2 separate regions of the Mus musculus genome follow, and region 2 is linked to region 1. A link is a contact called in public HiChIP or PLAC-seq data. All regions are on one chromosome and are shown on one strand. Each heading gives the region's core, a stretch centred on a gene start, on an enhancer-like site or on the middle of the called end of the contact. The rest is flanking DNA. Distances are from core to core; before and after follow the strand shown.

Region 1 (5,012 bases), core at 1,133-3,632:
TAAGGGGAAAAAAAGACAGCTTTGGGAGTTGGTTTTCTCTCTCACCCTTGTGGAGCATTTAGGGATTGAACTCAGAACAGGTCTAAGGAGCAGGTACCACATTGGTATTTTGCCTGAGTGTATGTCTGTGTACCATGTGCCAGACCTGGTACCAAACAAGGGCATCAGATGTCCTTATGCAGTTATAATAGACAGTTGTGAGATACCATGTGGGTGCTGGGACTCAAACCTAGGTCTTCCTCAAGAGCAACGGTACTCTTAATTGCTGAGCAAACTTTCCAGCCCCACTCAAGGGAAAAAAATTTTTTTTTCCGAGACAGGGTTTTTCTGTGTAGCCCTGGCTCTCTTGGAACTCACTCTGTAGACCAGGCTGTCCTCGAACTCAAAAAATCCGCTTGCCTCTGCTTCCTGAGTGCTGGGATTAAAGGTGTGTGCCACCATCGCCCGGCTCAAGGGAAACTTAAAACCCACTTTTGCATGTATTTTCCATTATTGGACCTGTCTTTAAATCATACACTCCATATGTCTCAATCATTGCATTATCTCCAGCACTATCACGAGTCTTGCCTAGACCCCCTTTTTTTAGTCATATGCTTTTGAGACAGGGTCTTGCTGTATACCTAAACTGTACTTGTTATCCTCCTGCCTTGGCCTCCCTAGTCTAGAACTCCAGATCCACTGTGCCTGATCTAAATGTATATTTCTGAGTGAATGAAAGGCCTCTATACAGCTTCCCTTGGTGCTAGTCCACATGATCACTATGGTAACTCTTCACATTCCTTTCTCTACTCTATCTGAAGCCAGGCACTTAGGTCTCAATTTTACTGTATATACTGTGGGGTAATTTATTGGAGGATTCTGTTGGCTTTCCCTATGTTAGATGCCAGGTTTTCTGGCAAATTGTTGGCTCCAGGAGGAACAGGAATGGCCACTGTGGTAACAGCTAATTCCTCCAGTGTGTGGTTTGTTCCAAGCATGTTGCTGAGTGCGTATCTATTCGTCATTTAATCTTCACCAGTACCCATGATTCCTATCATGGAAGAGGCTCAGAGAGCCTGGGTGGTATGGTCACTGGGGTCCTGGGTGGCTCTGTTCTAGCCTTCATTGAGAGGGAGCTAGGCAGACTTCAAACAGTGCAGCAGTGGCACTTCCTGGTTTTACTCTCTTAACCCTCAGTAGGTGTAGGGTTGCTAGACACTCGCTGCTTCTGTACACTTGATTCGCTATCCGCACCTTAGGAGATCTGTCCCAGCTCCTACCTGACCCAGCTATTTTCTGAAAAGCCATATCATCCTTGTTACTTCTTGACAGGCCATTATAGTTTGACACGGGCCCTGCAAATGCTGGCTTGTCTGCTCCATTCCCAGAGAAGCATTCACCTGGACATTGGTTCCTATTGTGCCTGGGCATGTAAGCCACCCTCTGGGGGTTGGTTACCTTCTGTTTGTTGGCTCTGACTAGGTCCGTCTTTCTCACAGTGCCTGCACCTCACCCTCAGCATTTCATTCATCTGTTCAGTCATGTATTTGTGGATGTCTTAAGTGCATCCCACCTGCCGGCCAGAAGTGCAGGCTACAAGCCAGAGCCGATTAGAGGACAGTTTGCTTTTACAGACTTTTTGGGACAAGGTCTCATTATATAACTCTGACTGGCCTAGAACTCAATATTTAGACCAGGCTGGCCATGAACTTAAAGTGATCCTCCTGCTTCTGCCTCTGCTCCCCAAGTAGTAAGATTACCACATTTAACTAGAATATTTGTTTTTGGTAGTATAAACAATACCAAGTGACATAGCAAAGGCTCAGATGGCAAGCCCAGCAAGACTGTCAGCTTTCTGGGAGGATTGTGTGGTCACACTTGGGATTGTTAAGTTGCATAGATAATGTCATCTTTTCCATCAGCGTGATTGTTTGTGGCTTGGGGGTGATCTAAATTTAACAGCAGCATTTCAGGAAGGAAGCAGTATCAGGAGCTGAGCAGGGGGTGGGAAGGACATGAAGGGAGGGAACTGGCCCTTGGCAGGTCCTTTTGCTGCCTGTTCTTTTTGAAGATGATAACTGGAAAGGTATAAAATTGCTTGATCCCTACAAAGCTGCCTCACTGAGGTGTGGAGCCTGAAACTAGGACACATTTAACAGGAAGCTGTGGAGTTGTACATTGACCAGAACGTCTCTGCTATCTAAGAATGCAGGGAACAAACAGCCTTTAGCATTTAGCATGCTGGTTGAGAGAAACCTGAAGAAGACAAGGAACGGGAGGTAGGTGGCCAGGCTGATTAGCTACATGCCAGTAAAGCAGGTGTTGGGGACCAGCAGTATGAGGTTGGCGGGGGCGGAGCATCCACAGAGAGGCTGACTGGGCCAAGGACGGTGTCTAGGAGACTGTGCTTGCGTGGGAGGTAGGTGGAAAAGTAGTCCCTCTGAGTCCGTGTAGTGACGGGTGATTCTCATGTCTGTGGCTCTTTTGCTAAAACCAGGATCCCGAACACAGCATATATCTTTACACATTTGTCCTTCAGAAAGTAGAAGGATGGGAATAGTAGAGAAAGGCGAACCTGACAAGCAGTGGGGCACACACCAGATGAACTGAAGTAGAACACTACCTGCCTGTCAAGGTGCCAGACATTTAAATCTGGAAGCTGGGGGTGGGGACAGCGCTGGAGAACAGTTAAGAACACTTGTTCTTGCAGAGAACCCTAGTTTACTTTCCAGCACCTACAAGGAGGCTCAGTCGTCTATAACTCCGGTTCCGATTTCCTCCTTTTGATGTCTGAGGACACCAAGTCTGCAAGTGGTGCACATACACACATGCAGGCACAGTGGCGCAGACACATGAAATAACTGTCTGCTGGTGTCTTAGTCAGGGTTTCTATTCCTGCACAAACATCATGACCAAGAAGCAAGTTGGGGAGGAAAGGGTTTATTCGGCTTACATTTCCATACTGCTGTTGATCACCAAAGGATGCAGGACTGGAACTCAAGCAGGTCAGAAAGCAGGAGCTGATGCAGAGGCCATGGAGGGATGTTCTTTTCTGGCTTGCTCAGCCTGCTCTCTTTTTTTTTTTTTTTTTTTTTTTTTTTTTTGTGGTTTTTCGAGACAGGGTTTCTCTATAGCCCTGGCTGTCCTGGAACTCACTTTGTAGACCAGGCTGGCCTTGAACTCAGAAATCCACCTGCCTCTGCCTCCCGAGTGCTGGGATTAAAGGCGTGTGCCACCACGCCCGGCTCAGCCTGCTCTCTTATAGAACCCAAGACAACCAGCCCAGAGATGGTCCCACCCACAAGGGGCCTTGCCCCCTTGATCACTAATTGAGAAAATGCCTTACAGTTGGATCTCATGGAGGCATTTCCTCAACTGAAGCTCCTTTCTCTGTGATAACTCCAGCTGTGTCAAGTTGACACAAAACTAGCCAATACAGCTGGGAAGAGGAGGCAAGACGCGAAGTACTCAAAGGGTCCAGGCCTGCAGAGGGCATAGAGGCAAGAGAGATAGACAGGGCTTTCAGGTGGGGTTTATAACAAGTGCTTGAACAACTTCAGTGAAGGACATCTCTGTCCTGAGAGGGCTATCCATGCCAGCATCTAGGAAAAGCAGAGGATAGAAGAACTGAGTACTGGACAGGCACAGGTAATCTCATAATTTGTGAAGCATTTCGAAGAGTTGACAGCCAAGTGCCAGAAGCTCTGAGCCAGTGAGGTGAGGGTATGTGGGTTAGCTTGGGAGCTGTAGCTGAAGTGGACCTGGTGCCTTTCAGCTGTGCACACTATTAACCATTTGAATCTGCATAAGACCTAGTTATTAGGGTAAATGGATCAGGGTTCAAGGTGCTTGAAGCCCGTGTGAGGTACTGAACAGGTGCAGTGACACTTACCAGGGTTGCTGAGGGCCTCTTCTTTAGGTTCAGAAAATCTCTGCCTAAGAGTGAAGCACGACCAAGGGAACTAGGTCACTGCCCAGGCTGCCTGCCTGCCCTGCCCTGCCCCATGCCAACACTTTGTTCAAAGAGGGTGAGTCAGCAGTCTTGCCTAGGCTATGAGTCTTTGTGTCCCTGAAGCATCCTCTGGCTGAGCAGGGCCAGGAACAGTAGAACCCTGCAGAAGGGAAGACATTGAATGGTGGTCCATTCTGGATTCTTCAGTGTCTCCCGCATCCACTGGTTCCCACCCTGTATCCCTCACTGCCGTCTTGCTGGTGGTGCTCACATATCGTGCTGCATATGAAGCCTCTTCAGGCAGTTCTGCGCCATATCCTGAGAGGCTGACCATCTTCTGCTTTGGCAGTTGATGTTTAAGATATGTGCTGACCTTGCTTAGTCTGGAACTGACTAGTTTCTTCAGAGAGCCTGGTTTTTCTTCTCTGGGGACAGGTAGTATGCCTTTTACAAAGGTTCATGTAGCACTGATAAAAGTGGCCTTGAATGCTTTTTGTTGTTTTTTCCAGTTAGGGTTTCTCTATGTAACAGCCTGGAAGTCCTGGAACTAGCTTTATAGACCAGGCTGGCCTTGAACTCACAGAGATGTTGCCTCTGCCTCCTAAATGCTGGGGATTAAAAGCCTGTGCTACCATGTTTGGCCTTGAGCTCTTGGTTCCCAGTTGGTATGACTTCCACATCCCAAATGCTGGGGTTATGGGCTTGTGCAACTACAGCTAGCTTATGCTACTTTCCTAGATGAATTTTATTAAGTAGAGAATACTTAGAAAAAAATACTACATGTTCGTAACAGCAAATACAGTACAAAGCATAGAAATGGCAAGGTAAAATCTAATGTCCATTTGAAGACCTTATTCCATGAACCTTCTGGAAGGACTTTGATGCCTAAGTTTATTGCAGGTAGTTAAACACATAGTTCACCATAAGCAAGTGTGTAATGCTGAGAGTGTTGCCTGTGTGAACATAAGGGCTATAACCCCAGGCAGAAGCCTGTAGCATTTTTTTAAAAAAAATATTTGTTTATGTTATGTATATGTATATTTTGCTTTTATATATGTTTACACACCAGAAGAGAGCATGG
Region 2 (5,012 bases), core at 1,684-4,183, 750 kb before region 1:
GGGCCCTCTTGCCATCCACTTGGGGGTACAGCATCATCAAGAATGGCAAGACAGAAGCACCTCGAAAACAGTGGTTCTCAACCTTTCAAATGCCGCGACCCTGTAACAGTTTCTCATGTAGTGGAGACCCCAGCCATTAAATTATTTCACTGCCACTTCATAACTCTTTTCTTATGAATGGTCATATTTCTATCTGATATGAACCCCTGTGGGATCTTGACCCACAGGTTGCAAACTGCTGCTGTAGTCCCTTGTTGATGCCACTACGCCTGCTTGGACATGACCACCTGTTCAGAAAGCTCTGACATGTGCACCCAGCCATGTCAACCCAACCTTACTGGGTTGGGTGTCCACGTAGACAGCTGTGCCCTTGGCCTTCTTATGCTGTACCCGATTGATGTAGATGACTTACTGGTTTCTGTACACTAGGACTACCCTGCTGACCTGCTAACCTTTGTAGGATTCTCAAACCACCTAGGACAGCACAGCACACGGAGGAAGCTGTCAGGAACACGTGGGCTGAACATATAAACTTCTGAACAAAACAGTCTTGGCAGCCAGAGCTAGCTTTTTTTTTGTGCTGTATACTTGTTCCTTGGTTGCCTGATGTCTCAGGTCAGACCAGCACCACAACCACAAAATTACCCTGCGTCTGGGAGTGAAGACAGCAGTGGTGGGGGTTTGCTTACAACTCACAAGTCCTGGCACTGCAGAGGTCTACCATGGCAGCACACGCCTGTAAGTCCAGCAGCACTCAGGAAGATCATAAATCTGACGTCATCGTCAGCTACATGTTCTGTATTATTTAACCTGACTTTTAGTTTCTTCATATCTAAAAGAAAACACAACTCATATACATCTAGGTGATGTGTAAACATATATTGTAAAGTCCTTTATACCATACCTTTTATATTCATCTAGTTAATAAGATTTTTTTTTCCCTACTCAGATGTTGACAGAGCTCTGTTGGGGGCCAGGCTCTGGACTGAGCCCAGCCAGCAAACAAGATGGCTCTCTGGCACACAGAACTAAAGTGTGAGAGGCAGAAAAGAGTTAACGAGGAAATACACAAGTACCATTTCTGTTCAGAAAAGGAGATATGAGGAGTTGCTAAGCTGACACAAAGGCTTTTGTCACAATAGGACAATGAGTGTCGGGATTACAGGGAGATGATCCCACTCTGTGAGGGCTGAGTTGTCATGTCAAGTCTTGACATCTGGTGAGATATGTCACTTACTAAGATATAGAAGCTGAGAAGAAAATCAGATTTTAGAAGCAGCAGGAATGTTAGGACCAAGAGTGCTTTAGAAGTCTGAGCCCGTGTCTCAGCAGCAGGGCACAGTTACCAAACAGAAACCGCAACTTAAGCTAAATAGTGATGCCATGTCTCAAATTAAATCCAAAAACTGGGGCACTGCTACCACAGAGCACTTCTCTTAAGCCTGGAGAATAGAAGGCTATATATGTGTATAGATAGAAAAATAATAGATGGGACCCAGGCCTGGAACTCCAGGAGTCAGGGATCAGAGGAGAGAAATACCCAGAAAAGGAGTCTGAGACGTTGCCAGCAACTGTAAGCATAAGCATGCTTATATGGAGGTGGTGGTGCCACCTCCAATGAATGTGGCCACTGGATTTAGCCACACAGGTTACTGATAACCCCAGCCTAAGCAGCTGGGACAGGGATGAGACTGGAGAGCATCCACGAGTGAATGGGAACACAGGGTAGTCCTCTCTCTGTCTATCTCTCTTTGTGTCTGTCTGTCTTTTGAGACAATGTCTCCTTGCTGTCCTGGAACTTGCTCTGTAAACCAGGCTGGCCTGAGAGAGTCTCATGCTCCTATCTCCTGAGTGCCAGGAATTAAAGCATAGATCACTATGCTTGGCAGGTGGAGACGACTCTTTTGAGAAACCGGACTATGAAATGAGGAACAGAGCAGTAGCAGGAAGGATATGTGGAGAAAGAAGAGAATATGAATTTTCCAGCTTGTTTGCAAAGGAGAGCGATTTGCAAGGTTGCGGTGGCCTGAAGACTCTTGACGTTCTCCTTTATATAAGGCAAACATTTTCAGGTTCATATTGGTTTTTCAAGACAGGGCCTCTCTATATAGCTCTGACTATCCTGGAACTGGATCTGTGTAGACCAGGCCGGCCTCAAACTTAATTTGTATGCCTCCTCAGTGCTGGGATTAAAGGCCTATGTATAATGATGTGTATACGTCTGTATGTCACATGACTGCAGTGTCCATAGGGCCCAGGGCATGGAATCTCCCTGCAGCTGGAATTACAGGCAGTTGTACGCTGCCAGACATGGGCGCTGGGCGCTACACTCAGTTTCTCTGTAAGAGCAGTGCGCACTCGGAACTGCCCAGCCCGGCCTGCCTATCACTGGCCTCGCCACTCTTTCCACTTCACTCGTTATATTTTTTACTAATTTACCTCTCAACCATCAGATGTCCATCCAATACGCAAAGCCCCTCACTTTATCTCACTTCATTCCCTAAAACAATGGTCAGATCTGTACCTGGAGACAGTCTGCTTGTGATAAGGGCAAAGGGGACTCAATGCACTGTAGTGGCTCTGGTCTAGCTTGTCGGCAGTCACTCTGCCGCCTTGCTGAGGTCTCGGGGTATGTGACTCCTGCAGGATTTCATGATAACGAGGTGCATGAGCTATACGCCCTTGAGTAACTAGAACTCGAGGACCTTTGGATGTACCTGGTCCTTGCGAATGGGCATAGAGCAGACGCTCTACTTCTGCCGCAGTTTCTTGGACAGCCGGGAAGACAAGGTCTTTCAGAGCATGTAGGAGGGGGCATAGAGATGGTGTTTGAGGTTTATGCTGCGGTCCGAAGTCACCAAGGGATGGAACTGCCTACAATCTGGGTCCTGGCGGAACCACTACTACCCACCGGTTCCGGTTCCGGTGGCGTGCATTGCAGGCCCGGAAATGACATTTCTTGTAGCTCAAGCACAGAAGGGACGCGAGTCTGCGCTTCCTGCCTCAGGAAAGCAGAACAGCGCCCCCTGCGGCTGGAGTTGAGTCTCGGCATGTTCTCTCCGTGTAGCGGAGTAGGCAGGACCTCAGGCTGGAGCCCCTAATGGAACCGCTTTGTAGGGCCTGAAACAGAAGCTCATCGATGCTTCTCTGGCTTCAGTTTCTGGTTTTGTGTCGGGGACCGAACCCAGGGCTTTGGGACCCTTTCTAGCTTGGCTTGGTGTCTCATTCCTACTATTCCAGTACTGGGGAGGTGGAGAGCCCAGAGGATCAAAAGTTAAGAGCTGGCCTGGAGTGTATGAGACCCTTTCTCATAAATCAGCCAACCAACCAAGATATATCTGTTGGGTACTTCGACAGGCATTAGCCGGCTCGGATACCACTGAGGATGGACTCTGTCCAAATCTGCTTGGCCTCCCACCTCCTGCTTCCTTGATGACACACCCATTTTAAGATAGAGAAGCACTGCAAATTGCCCCTCTTTAAAATGTAAAATTTCAAAGGAAAGGGAGGATGCCCAGTAAACTAGGCTAAAAGCCCACCTTGCTTGCCATGACACCTCGGGCATTATTCCCAGAAGACAGCTCTTCCCTCACCCATTTACCCCACACCCGCACAAGCTGCTCTGAGACCTCCGTTGCCCAGCCTGCAACCTTTTCTTGGCCTTTTCTTACATCTCTCCTCCCGGCTGCCACAGCTGAGATTTACAGCCCACAAGATGGTTCTCAACTTCTTTTTGAGTCCATTTTAACAAAAATTATTTTTATCAAGACGAAGACCCACCTCCTATTTCCCAGCAACCCTTTTATCACTGAGCCACATGCAGCCCCAGTTCCTTGATGATGTCTTTTTAGTTTCTCTCCATTCCCAAACACCTCACCCCCAAACTTCACCCCCCCTTTCCCACCACAAAGGAGTCTGTAGAAATTACATGGGTTTCAAATGGAAAAAGAAAAAGAAAAAGAAAAAGAAAGAAAAATGAAAAAGGAAAGAAAAGGACATGACTGCTCCCAGGAACAGTGAAGGAGAAAGTTTATTGTAGATAAAAGGGAGACATAGCCAGAGGCGGACATAGCTGGAAGAGTCCAGGCTAGAACTGACCCTGAACCATGGGAAGATGGAAAGGGGAAGAGGAAGGGAGAGAGAGGAACCAAGTGCAGCAGTCGGGAGGCCAAAGGTACAAAAAGGAAGGGTGGGTAACCAGAATGTCTGGATTATATAGGGAAGAGTCTCTGGGGGGAAGCAGCACAGCTTGATTTCAGGGTAGAGGGCAGGGCTTGCCAGCCATACCATGTAAAGCATCCTGAGGGGTGCTGGGAGAACCTGGAGGCCAGGTGCACTGTAATATGTTAAGTAGGTACCTCAGTCAGGGTTTAAACTTAACAGATATATACTGCACAGTTGCTCTCAGCATCCTGGTCACAGAACCTCCATCTATGGCTATTCAAGTCCATTCCATCATAATGTTCACTTGGCATATATATGTATATGTATATCCTATGCATGTCCTCCTGCATAATCATATCTAGATATAGCAACTAGTACACTGTAAAGGCTGTATGAGTTTTGATACTGTATTGCTTAGGACATGAAAAGAAAAAAAAATCTGTACATATTCAGTATAGATGAACTTTTAAAAAAATCTAAATATTTTCTACTTGTGTCTAGTTTAATTTGGGTGAACCCTACCCATGTGACAGGCTGATTGTAATTGTCCAAATTCTTTAAACACCATGACACACCTTTCAAAAGCCATCTGACTGGCTTCTTCAGAATTACTAAGAAGTTCTATATGCAGAAATTTGGGTCCTATTGCATACAATTCTATAAAAACACATGGTGGAAGGTCAGGGTTATATCTGCATTACTTTAAATTAAATTAAAATGTAATTTATTGATGCTAGAGATTGAACTTATAACAACATATTAAACACATACCTTACCACTAACTTACACTTCCTGATCCCTCAAATCTGAACTTTTAAAAAAGTGTTCTCTCACCTTCCAAGAATTTT

The links. HiChIP or PLAC-seq counts read pairs in DNA pulled down with a chosen protein or histone mark.
Region 2: a contact with region 1 is called in an H3K4me3 HiChIP or PLAC-seq map of bone marrow-derived macrophages, with 4 times the contacts expected there. The contact joins two enhancer-like sites. A contact is called at or near these places in 1 of 39 promoter capture datasets (liver) and 5 of 115 datasets of contacts at active chromatin or transcription factors (astrocytes, bone marrow-derived macrophages, embryonic stem cells and 2 more).

Annotation. Positions count from the first base shown.
Region 1 is chr17:25,910,996-25,916,007 of GRCm38.p6, reverse strand. The region is part of intron 2 of Rab40c (Rab40C, member RAS oncogene family); the gene reads left to right. Among named protein-coding and RNA genes, the nearest start is that of Rab40c, 6.2 kb to the left of the region's middle. Within about 2 kb of position 2,382, at least 78 of the 459 cell types and tissues checked have an H3K27ac peak or open chromatin away from gene starts, as enhancers often do. A contact at or near this core is called in bone marrow-derived macrophages and liver, where this site is marked.
Region 2 is chr17:26,661,097-26,666,108 of GRCm38.p6, reverse strand. No RefSeq gene overlaps it. Among named protein-coding and RNA genes, the nearest start is that of Atp6v0e, 13 kb to the left of the region's middle. Within about 2 kb of position 2,933, at least 229 of the 459 cell types and tissues checked have an H3K27ac peak or open chromatin away from gene starts, as enhancers often do. A contact at or near this core is called in bone marrow-derived macrophages and liver, where this site is marked.